Regions from separate parts of the Ovis aries genome. Here all the other regions are linked to region 3. Evidence: chromatin contacts called from public Hi-C data. All regions are on one chromosome and are shown on one strand. The core of a region is the stretch at or near the end of the contact, and the rest is flanking DNA. Distances in the headings are between cores, read along the strand shown.

Region 1 (2,700 bases), core at 17-2,516, 270 kb after region 3:
TTAAATCCCATACTAATTTTTCTGAAACTAGAACACACTTCTGCTTCAGAAACCATCATAGACATCATTTTGTTCCTACTGAGAAGATAATGCCCACCCCCAATCCCTTTCCCCCACACAAACTTAGCCATCACAACACATTTTCTCAGAGTCATTCTCCATTCCAATGGGAAAGTATATATTTAACAATTATTTATCCACCAATTCTCTTTATTATCAAGGTAAGTGTTTACAGGCTGACAAGCCAAGGTGAAAAGTACATCCAGCATGACAAAGTGCATAAACTGTCTCAAACTAGGAACAACTGTGAAAAGGAGATATTGGCCATATTTTACCCACAAAGAAAAAGCAGCTCAAAGAACTGAAGTAACCGGTTTAAAGTTACACAGATAGTAGATAACAGAACTTGCATTTTAACTCAGGGAATTTGTATAATATTAAATTTGTACAATATTTACTTTATACAATACTAATTCTCAACCAAGAGCTCCAAAGGAACATTCCCCTCTGCAAAGGGCCCAAATAACTCTTTACATTTTTTTTTTTTTTTTTTTTTTACCTGCAGTGGTCAAAAAGTAATTGACCTGAAACTAACGATTTTTCAATTAAAAAAAAAAAATCTAATGAAAACAGCTCTGTGGACTCTTCGGAGATTGAATAAAAACTATTAACTGACAGTAAAACAAGCAAACAAATAAATGAGAGGATGTGTTCAAAAATTTGGAAAAAAAAGTAACTGACCAATAAAATGTGAGTGCTTTGTGCCAAGTATTGTGGAGGGCATTTTATACATGTTATTCAATTCTCACATCAACCCTAAATAAGGTGGGAATAAAGGAGCTGTTTGTGGGCCCACAATCAAATACTCATTAGATATTAGGACAATATTATCCCCTATTTTACAGATGAAGAAGCCAAAACCTCAAGTCTCCATGCTATTAACTTTCAGACCTGGTTCTTAAAAGTCCTAAATTATTCTACCTAGCCAACCAAAGTATTTTGCTGCCCTATCAGGCAAAAAGGAAAAGAAGGAAGGAAAGTGGCAGTAACCGAGGCCTTCCTACTGCAGGATGAAATGTACTACGTCGTCTTGATGTAATGGTACTAAAGCTCTAACACATGGTGCTAAAAATCTGAGAAGGGCCAAACTGCAGCTAGTCTTCAAGGTGAACTACTTGCACCTCCCTGGATCTGTCAGGTATTGGGAAGCAATTCTTCATGTGCCTCACACATCTCTGCACAATGTGCGGAAGCATGACCTGCCCTTTTGTCCCAGACTATCTTTCAAGGATGTTTGTATAATGAACAAAGCTTTGGAAGACTAAGACAGAGCAAGAGTCTCACTCCAGAGCAAAAGTCAGGCGGGCTTACTGCCTATTAAAAACATCTGAGTTCCCCAAGCTTAAGGTTCCTCAACTCCAACACAAGCCCACTACAGTATCGCTCTTGAGCTCTGGAGCTGTTCCCTGTCAACCCTGAAAGGACTCAGATTGGGAGTGAACCTACAGGAGGTAGGTAGAATCACAAGGCTTGATGTACCACAGAAAAGGCCTCTGTCTCAGTCTCAGGAGTCTCCTGCCCTCTGCCAGCATCCATCCAACCGTGGCAGGCTAACTTGATGGCATCCACTTAGGGTAAAACCCCAGACCCTCCACAGACCTTGACACCAAACTCTTTGGACCACCTCTCACCTTTGCTTTCCTCGGAGGTACCCTCTCCCACTCTACAGAAACCACTATTCATCTTCTGGTCATCATCTTCTACATGAAACTCCTCCGGAAGATCCTTAGCTAGGATTTACTAACCCCACAGTGCCCCCATTGTTTACTATACATACTGTACTCTCACAGCACTTTTAAAGTTTTATTTTACTTACTCATTTGTGTGCTGTACCAGTTAATCAATTTATTGCCTCTCCCAGCTCAAAGCTTATCTTTTTATACATGCTCTGTGGTAATGAATGAAATTGCTTTAAGCATTTCTTCTTACAGTGAGCAGAATGTTAAACTTTCTCAAAGGGGGTAGTGCTGGAGGACACTGCAGGAGGAAGGGAGCTCTGCAGAGAACATCACACTTAATGATGAAAGACTGAATGTTTCTGTCCTAAGATAAGGAACACAATAAGATGCCTGTTGCGCTTCCCAAATGGCTCAGTCGTAAAGCATCCACATGCCAGTGCTGGAGATGCGGGTTCAAGCCCTGGGTCAGGAAGATCCCCTGGAGAAGGAAATAGCAACCCACTCCAGTATTCTTGCCTGGAAAATTCCAGGGACAGAGGAGCCTGATGAGCTAGAGTCCATGGGGTTGCCTAAACAACAAGGATGCCTGTTCCTGCCACTTCTATTAAACACTGAATTTACCGCAGGTTCCAGCATCAGGCAAGAAAAAGAAATAAAAAGACTGGAAAGGAAGACATGAAACTATCTCTATTCACAGATGACATGATCTTGCATAAAGAAAATCCTACCACATCCATTAAAAATACACACATATATATATACAATATACATATATATATATAAACTAATAAGTGAGTTCAGCAAGATTGCGGGATACAAGATCAGATAAAAATCAATTGTATTTTCAAAATTTGCAATGAACAATTTGAAAACGAAATTAAGAAAATAATTCCATTTACAACAGCACCAAAAAGAATAAGATGCTTTAGAATAAACTAACAAAAGAAATGCAAAACTAATG
Region 2 (2,700 bases), core at 10-2,509, 290 kb after region 3:
TGGGTACAGCAAGTGGTAAACACACAAATAACCTAGATACTGTGCTGACCACCTTTAAATCCATAGGGCCCTATACAAGTTCAGCCACCAGAGCTGTACCTTCTTTTTCAATATGCAAGGCTACATCTTGCATATTGTTGAATCGTTCTCTTATCCATACAAGCAATTGCTTGTTTTCTTCTTCATGCTACTACTATCCGCTCCCCCTCAACCACACACACATATTCTACTTTAAAGTGAAAGTAAAGTCGCTCAGTCCTGTCTTGACTCTTTGCGACCCCATGGACTATAGCCTACCAGGCTCCTCTGTCCATGGGATTTTCCAGACAATAGTACTGGAGTGGGTTGCCATTTCCTTCTCCAAGGGATCTTCCCAACCCAGGGATCGAACCCAGGTCTACTTGCTCACATGTCTGCCACTCTTTCACCTTGCCAGCAACTTAAACTAGAATTCTGACATATTCCACACTACGTAAATAGTTACATAAATTCCCCTCACACAAAATAGGCAACCAATAACAATTTGGAAGAGTTACATCAATAACAGAAACCATTTCTATGTCCCCTATAGCATGCCATGAACTGGTATCCCTAAGCTTTGCTCTCATTATAGTTAATCCTCACAACCATTTACAGGCGAGAAGAGAAAAGGAAACAGACGCCGGGAGAGTTTATTTCAACTATGTGCCCAAGGCCCTGCTTTGAAAGCCAGCTCAAACCAGATTTATTTAGATCAAGAATTTGGGACCTCACACTATTATATATAAACAGATAGACAATAGAGTCCTACTCTAGAGTCCCTAAGGCACAGGGAACTATATTCAATATCTTAATAATCTATAATGGAAAAGAACCTGAAATATATACATATACACATATATATCTGAATCACCTTGCTGTACACCTGAAACTAACACACTGTAAGTGAACAATATTTCAATAAAAAAATAATTCATGATCCACACATTTAGAGCCAAAGGATGGAGAGATGGCGTCTTGGAGAGTGAGGTCAACGGCCCCAGCCTCCCTGCTGTGACCGTGAAAAGAACCACGACCATAACCTAGGTCCACAGCTCGCAGCTCCGCGCACCAGCGGAGCGCCCGAGAAGGAAGCGACACCCCTCGTCACCCTCCCCATCGCTATCCCTCGCTCCTGCCTTACCTTGCTGCAGGATGTAGCTCTTGTCCGGCTGCGCCCGGATTCCCCGCGCCCGGACCCCAACTCCTTCCTTCACTCTCTTCCCCTGTCGCAAAAACGGCGAGCGCGGGCTCGGACGTCATCAGTAGTCGCCGGCGAGCGGTCACATGATGCCCCACCGCCGCTCCCCGCCCCTCTGTCATGTGACAGCCGAGGGACCAGGGGCGGAAGCCGGGGTCTGGCCGGCTCAGGATAAGGGAAGGGCTGGGGGTAAAAGAGGAAGGACCCTTACGGAGACAGAGGGGTGGGGGGCCGGCGTGCAGACTCCGCGCACGACCGTGGGCCCTGCGCGTGCGCCCTAGCGCGGCCCAGGTGACAGGTGAGTCGGGGCAGTGTGCGCGCGCCGCCTCCTTCACGTCCCCCGTCCCCTCCCCCGCCCCGGGGTTGGGCCGCGCTGGCCCAGGCGCCGGGCTGGGGGGATTTTGCGGCGTGGGGTGGGGTCTGGATGGGGGAGCCTGGCGTAAAAGGACTGGGGGTTTTCCTGGAACTGCGGCTGCAGTTCAGACTCCGCATCTCCACTCAGCTGGAAACAGTTTTCCACGCTGCTTTGGCGCTTTAGGAAGTGATGATGTTCAGCTGCTTGGTCCGCATCTGATCCTTCCAGGTTTCCGGGAGTAAAGCTTTGTGGACGTCGTGATTCCTCCATTTACTCTCGAGAAACCTGAGTGGTCGGTGGAAGCTTTTACAGTCTGACGGACCTCGGTTTGAATTCTAGTTTTGCCATGGGCTGAGTTTGGGCAAGTCATTGTCGCTCTCTGCACCTTAATTGCCTCACCTGTGACACGCCAAAGTCTTTGCGTTTAAAAAAAAAAAATTCTGAGTGTCCTGATTTGTCTGTGGTGGTAAAGTAGTGAAGTGAAAGTCGCTCACTCGTGTCCGACTCTTTGCCACCCCATGGACTATACAGCCCATGGAATTCTCCAGGCCAGAATACTGGAGTGGGTAGCCTTTCGGTTCTCCAGGGGGTCTTCTCAACCCAGGAATCGAACCCAGGTCTCCCGCATTGCAGGCGGATTCTTTACCATCTGACCCACAAAGGAAGCCCAAGAATACCGGAGTGGGTACAGTTAGAAAAACAGAAAACACAGATCCGGTAAGGGAACTGGGTCTCCGGATAGATTCCAAGTGCATGGAGCTTCCTCCAACCTAGATGGTTGCCGGGAGGAGGGAGAGTCTTCCCTGCCTTTGTCCGCTACAAGGAACACTTTCCGGTTTTTTTTTTTTTTTTAATTCTGTTTCAGGATCCATGAGTCAAACTAAAGTGATTAGGCTCATTTTAGAACTTTCCTGTAAGAGATGCGCCGGTGGCTTTTATCTTGATCAACAACCGCTACAGTTTATTCCTGATAATGGATGGGTGGGGACTAGTGCTCCATTTTTTCTGTAACTGAGGTTTTTATAAAAGGATTAAACTAGATCAATCCTTTGTCCTCTGTGTAGGATAAAGAATGATTCTTCCCAGGGCACTTTAATTTTCATAATTCAGTTCTGTACTCCTTGGG
Region 3 (2,700 bases), core at 112-2,611:
CGCAGCTCGCGGCCGGTGTGGATGCACAGCGCCCGGGACACATGCTCGCGCTCAGCCAGGGGCAGCAGCAGGTAGTCAGCGATGCGGCTGGGCCCCGGCGCGCTCCCGGAGCCGCCGCCGGCCCCTGGAGCGGCGGGCGGAGGCTGCGGGGTGCAGGGAGAGCCAGGGGGGCTGAGGTAGTCCGGGGGGCTCGAACACTCGGAGAGACGTGGGCACTTGGCCGCCACGGCCGCCGCGTCGTCCGCGTCCAGCAGGCGTTTGGCCGGGGTGCCCCGGCCGGCGGCGAGCAACAAGGCCGGAGTGCGGGGCTGCGAGACGCCGTTCATGGCAGAGCGCACGGGACCGACCCGCATCCCGACCCGGGCCGGGGCGGCCCCTGCTTTATAAGTCCTCGGATCCGCCCGGAAAGGCGCGACGGGCGCCGCGACTTACTCCAGCCCGGGGGATGGAGTTTGCAGACGGAGCTTGGTTCTGCCCCCACTAGGGGCAAAGCTGGAGCCGCTCCTGGTGCACGCGGGGATCACGCTGGCAGCGCGTCCGCGGCGCGGAGGCCGGCTCGGGTCTCTGGATCCTCGCGGGTACCTGCTCCGGGCGCCTAGCAGAACAGCGGCAGCCGCCGCTATTGTTGTCGAAGCTGCCGACAGTCGGGGAGGCAGAGGCGGCCGGCCTTCCCGAGGTTCAGAGCGGCGAGCACAGGATTCCGCGGGCTCGCTGGAGCCACGGAGCAAACACACTTCCCAGAGCAAGAAGTCTCGTAGCGAAAGCCAAAGCAACTTTTCCGCGGCGCTCGGAATCCGGCGCGCTCTTGGGCTCCCGGCGTGAGTGTGCGCGAGCGAGACGCTCTCGGAGAGAGTGACTGAGTGTGAGTGAGTGTGTGCGCCGCACCGATCCCGGCCAGTGCACTCCTCCTTCTCCTTTTCCTCCACCTCCTCCGCCTCCCGGTGACTCACGCTGTATACACACACACTCACAGGCCGGGCTGTGTAAACAGTTGGGAAGCCGGGTTGTGCAATGAGGTGGCTGCGACGACTCCGGCCCTGCCGCCGGGCGAGCAGTCACCGAAGCGGAGGGGGAGGACAAGGGCGGGGGGGCGGCGGGAAGGGGAGGTGGAGCTGGGTCGGCGGGGGCGAAGGGGTGGCCCGAGGGCTGGGATGCTCGGGGCTGAGCGCGCTCCGGCGCAGGTGGTGAGTTCTGAGCCCGCTAGGGCGCGCGCACACATTCCCCCCAGCTCCCCCCAAACCCTCAACAGGCTGGTCTAGGCAGGAGGCGGCGCGCGCCCTCCCGCAGGCCGTGGACTCAGCGCTGGAAGCCGGGGGAGGAGGCGGAGGAAAAGTTCCCGTGACGTCAGGGTCCCGGGGAAGTGGGCGGGAGGGGAGGGGCCGCGGGAGGTGAAGCGACCGGTGATTGGTGCGCGCTCCTCATTCACTCGGAGCACAATGGACCGCGGGCGCGCGCACCAGTTCTCCAGCACCCGCCGCTCCCTGCGGCCGCGGGGTGACTCCTTTTGCCCCGGGGGATCCCCTCGCCGCCCCGCGCCTGGGGACCTCAGGTTGGAGCTGTAGGCGTCGCCGAGACCCGGCGGTAGCCGGAGGAAGGGAGGAAAGAGAAGGTGATGAATTCCGGAATCACTCATTCACCCCCACGCGGTAGTTCCGGGGAAGACCTATGCGTGGTAGTGTATGTGACGGTTTTTTTTTTTTTTTCCTTTTCCTGCCCCCTCCCAGCTCTAATCCCCAGCGTCTGTTCGCTTCCACAAATAGAACCTTCTGTTGGATGAAATAAAAGCAAACACTAGGCCTTCTGCTCTCCTCCACCTCCACGCCCCTCCCGCGCCTGCCGCCCGCCCGGATTGCACGGAAATAGCTTCTCCCGGCTCCCCGGCCGCCCCTTCGCGGTGACTCGCAGAAAGAGCTTCCTGAGCCGCGGCCGGTGGGAAACAAAGGATGTGGGGAGAGGGCGGAAGGGGCCCACGTGGCCGTCTCCGAATTCCTGTCCCCTCCCCGTGCCTCCTCCGCAGCCTCCACACGCGCAGCAGGGTCTAGAGCCCCGGGGCTAACCCGGTTCCTTGGTGACCGGGTGTAGTGATACTACCTACATCCAGGCGCTCCTGCCGGGGCGTGTGCATGCACTCCTGCAACCTGATTTGCGTGAGCTCGAGATGTGTCAGACCCTGCACAGAGCTCCATGAAAAAACAACCTAGATGCTGTCGCTTTTCTTTCGAGAACCAGGTCAATTCGGAGTCCCTGGACACAGAACACAGATAACTGTTATCAGAGTCCCTTCTGTACTTCTGCTAAATGCTTCATTTTCTAAAACCAGATCGAGCCCTAAGGATAAATCCTTTTCCATATTAAGTCTCCATTCATTCAGCAAGCACTAATGAAGCATCTAAGCTAGAGGCTGAGGATTAAGAAGATGAAAATTAACAATAGCTAACACTAATTGAACTCTGTAACGTGGCAGGCGCTGTTCTTAGCGCTTGACACACTGATGTTTTACAACTACCAGTAGTTATTTTTTGTCCCTTTTCACAGAGAAGCCTGCAAAGATTAAGTTACTTGCTGTGGTCAAATTCGCTACTGAATGCATTCAAGCTCTTAAAGCATTTGTGGGGACTCAAAGTAGAGATTACAATTTGTAGAGTTAGGGAGGATTCCATCTAGAAAGCATTTGACCTGGGGGGATATTTGGGATTGTAA

What was found. Hi-C and Micro-C count contacts between places; a contact is called where the count stands out from the background.
Region 1: a contact with region 3 is called in a Hi-C map of muscle, with 8 times the contacts expected there. The contact joins the enhancer-like site here to the promoter of TRIB1 in region 3. A contact is called at or near these places in 11 of 16 Hi-C or Micro-C datasets (blood, hypothalamus, liver and 5 more).
Region 2: a contact with region 3 is called in a Hi-C map of hypothalamus, with 4 times the contacts expected there. The contact joins the promoter of NSMCE2 here to the promoter of TRIB1 in region 3. A contact is called at or near these places in 9 of 16 Hi-C or Micro-C datasets (blood, hypothalamus, liver and 4 more).

What each region holds. Positions count from the first base shown.
Region 1 is chr9:28,088,240-28,090,939 of ARS-UI_Ramb_v3.0, forward strand. The region is part of intron 2 of NSMCE2 (NSE2 (MMS21) homolog, SMC5-SMC6 complex SUMO ligase); the gene reads right to left. Among named protein-coding and RNA genes, the nearest start is that of NSMCE2, 20 kb to the right of the region's middle. Within about 2 kb of position 1,267, at least 5 of the 54 cell types and tissues checked have an H3K27ac peak or open chromatin away from gene starts, as enhancers often do.
Region 2 is chr9:28,108,454-28,111,153 of ARS-UI_Ramb_v3.0, forward strand. NSMCE2 (NSE2 (MMS21) homolog, SMC5-SMC6 complex SUMO ligase) reads right to left here and starts at 1,260. Exons shown (of 8, transcript XM_027972906.2): 1 at 1,163-1,260. It overlaps WASHC5 (WASH complex subunit 5), which reads left to right and starts at 1,337. Exons shown (of 29, transcript XM_015097738.4): 1 at 1,337-1,517.
Region 3 is chr9:27,817,402-27,820,101 of ARS-UI_Ramb_v3.0, forward strand. TRIB1 (tribbles pseudokinase 1) reads right to left here and starts at 1,362. Exons shown (of 3, transcript XM_015097737.4): 1 at 1-1,362. The coding sequence starts at 353. LOC121820328 (a long non-coding RNA gene) reads left to right here and starts at 1,421. Exons shown (of 2, transcript XR_006060812.1): 1 at 1,421-1,609; 2 at 1,725-2,700.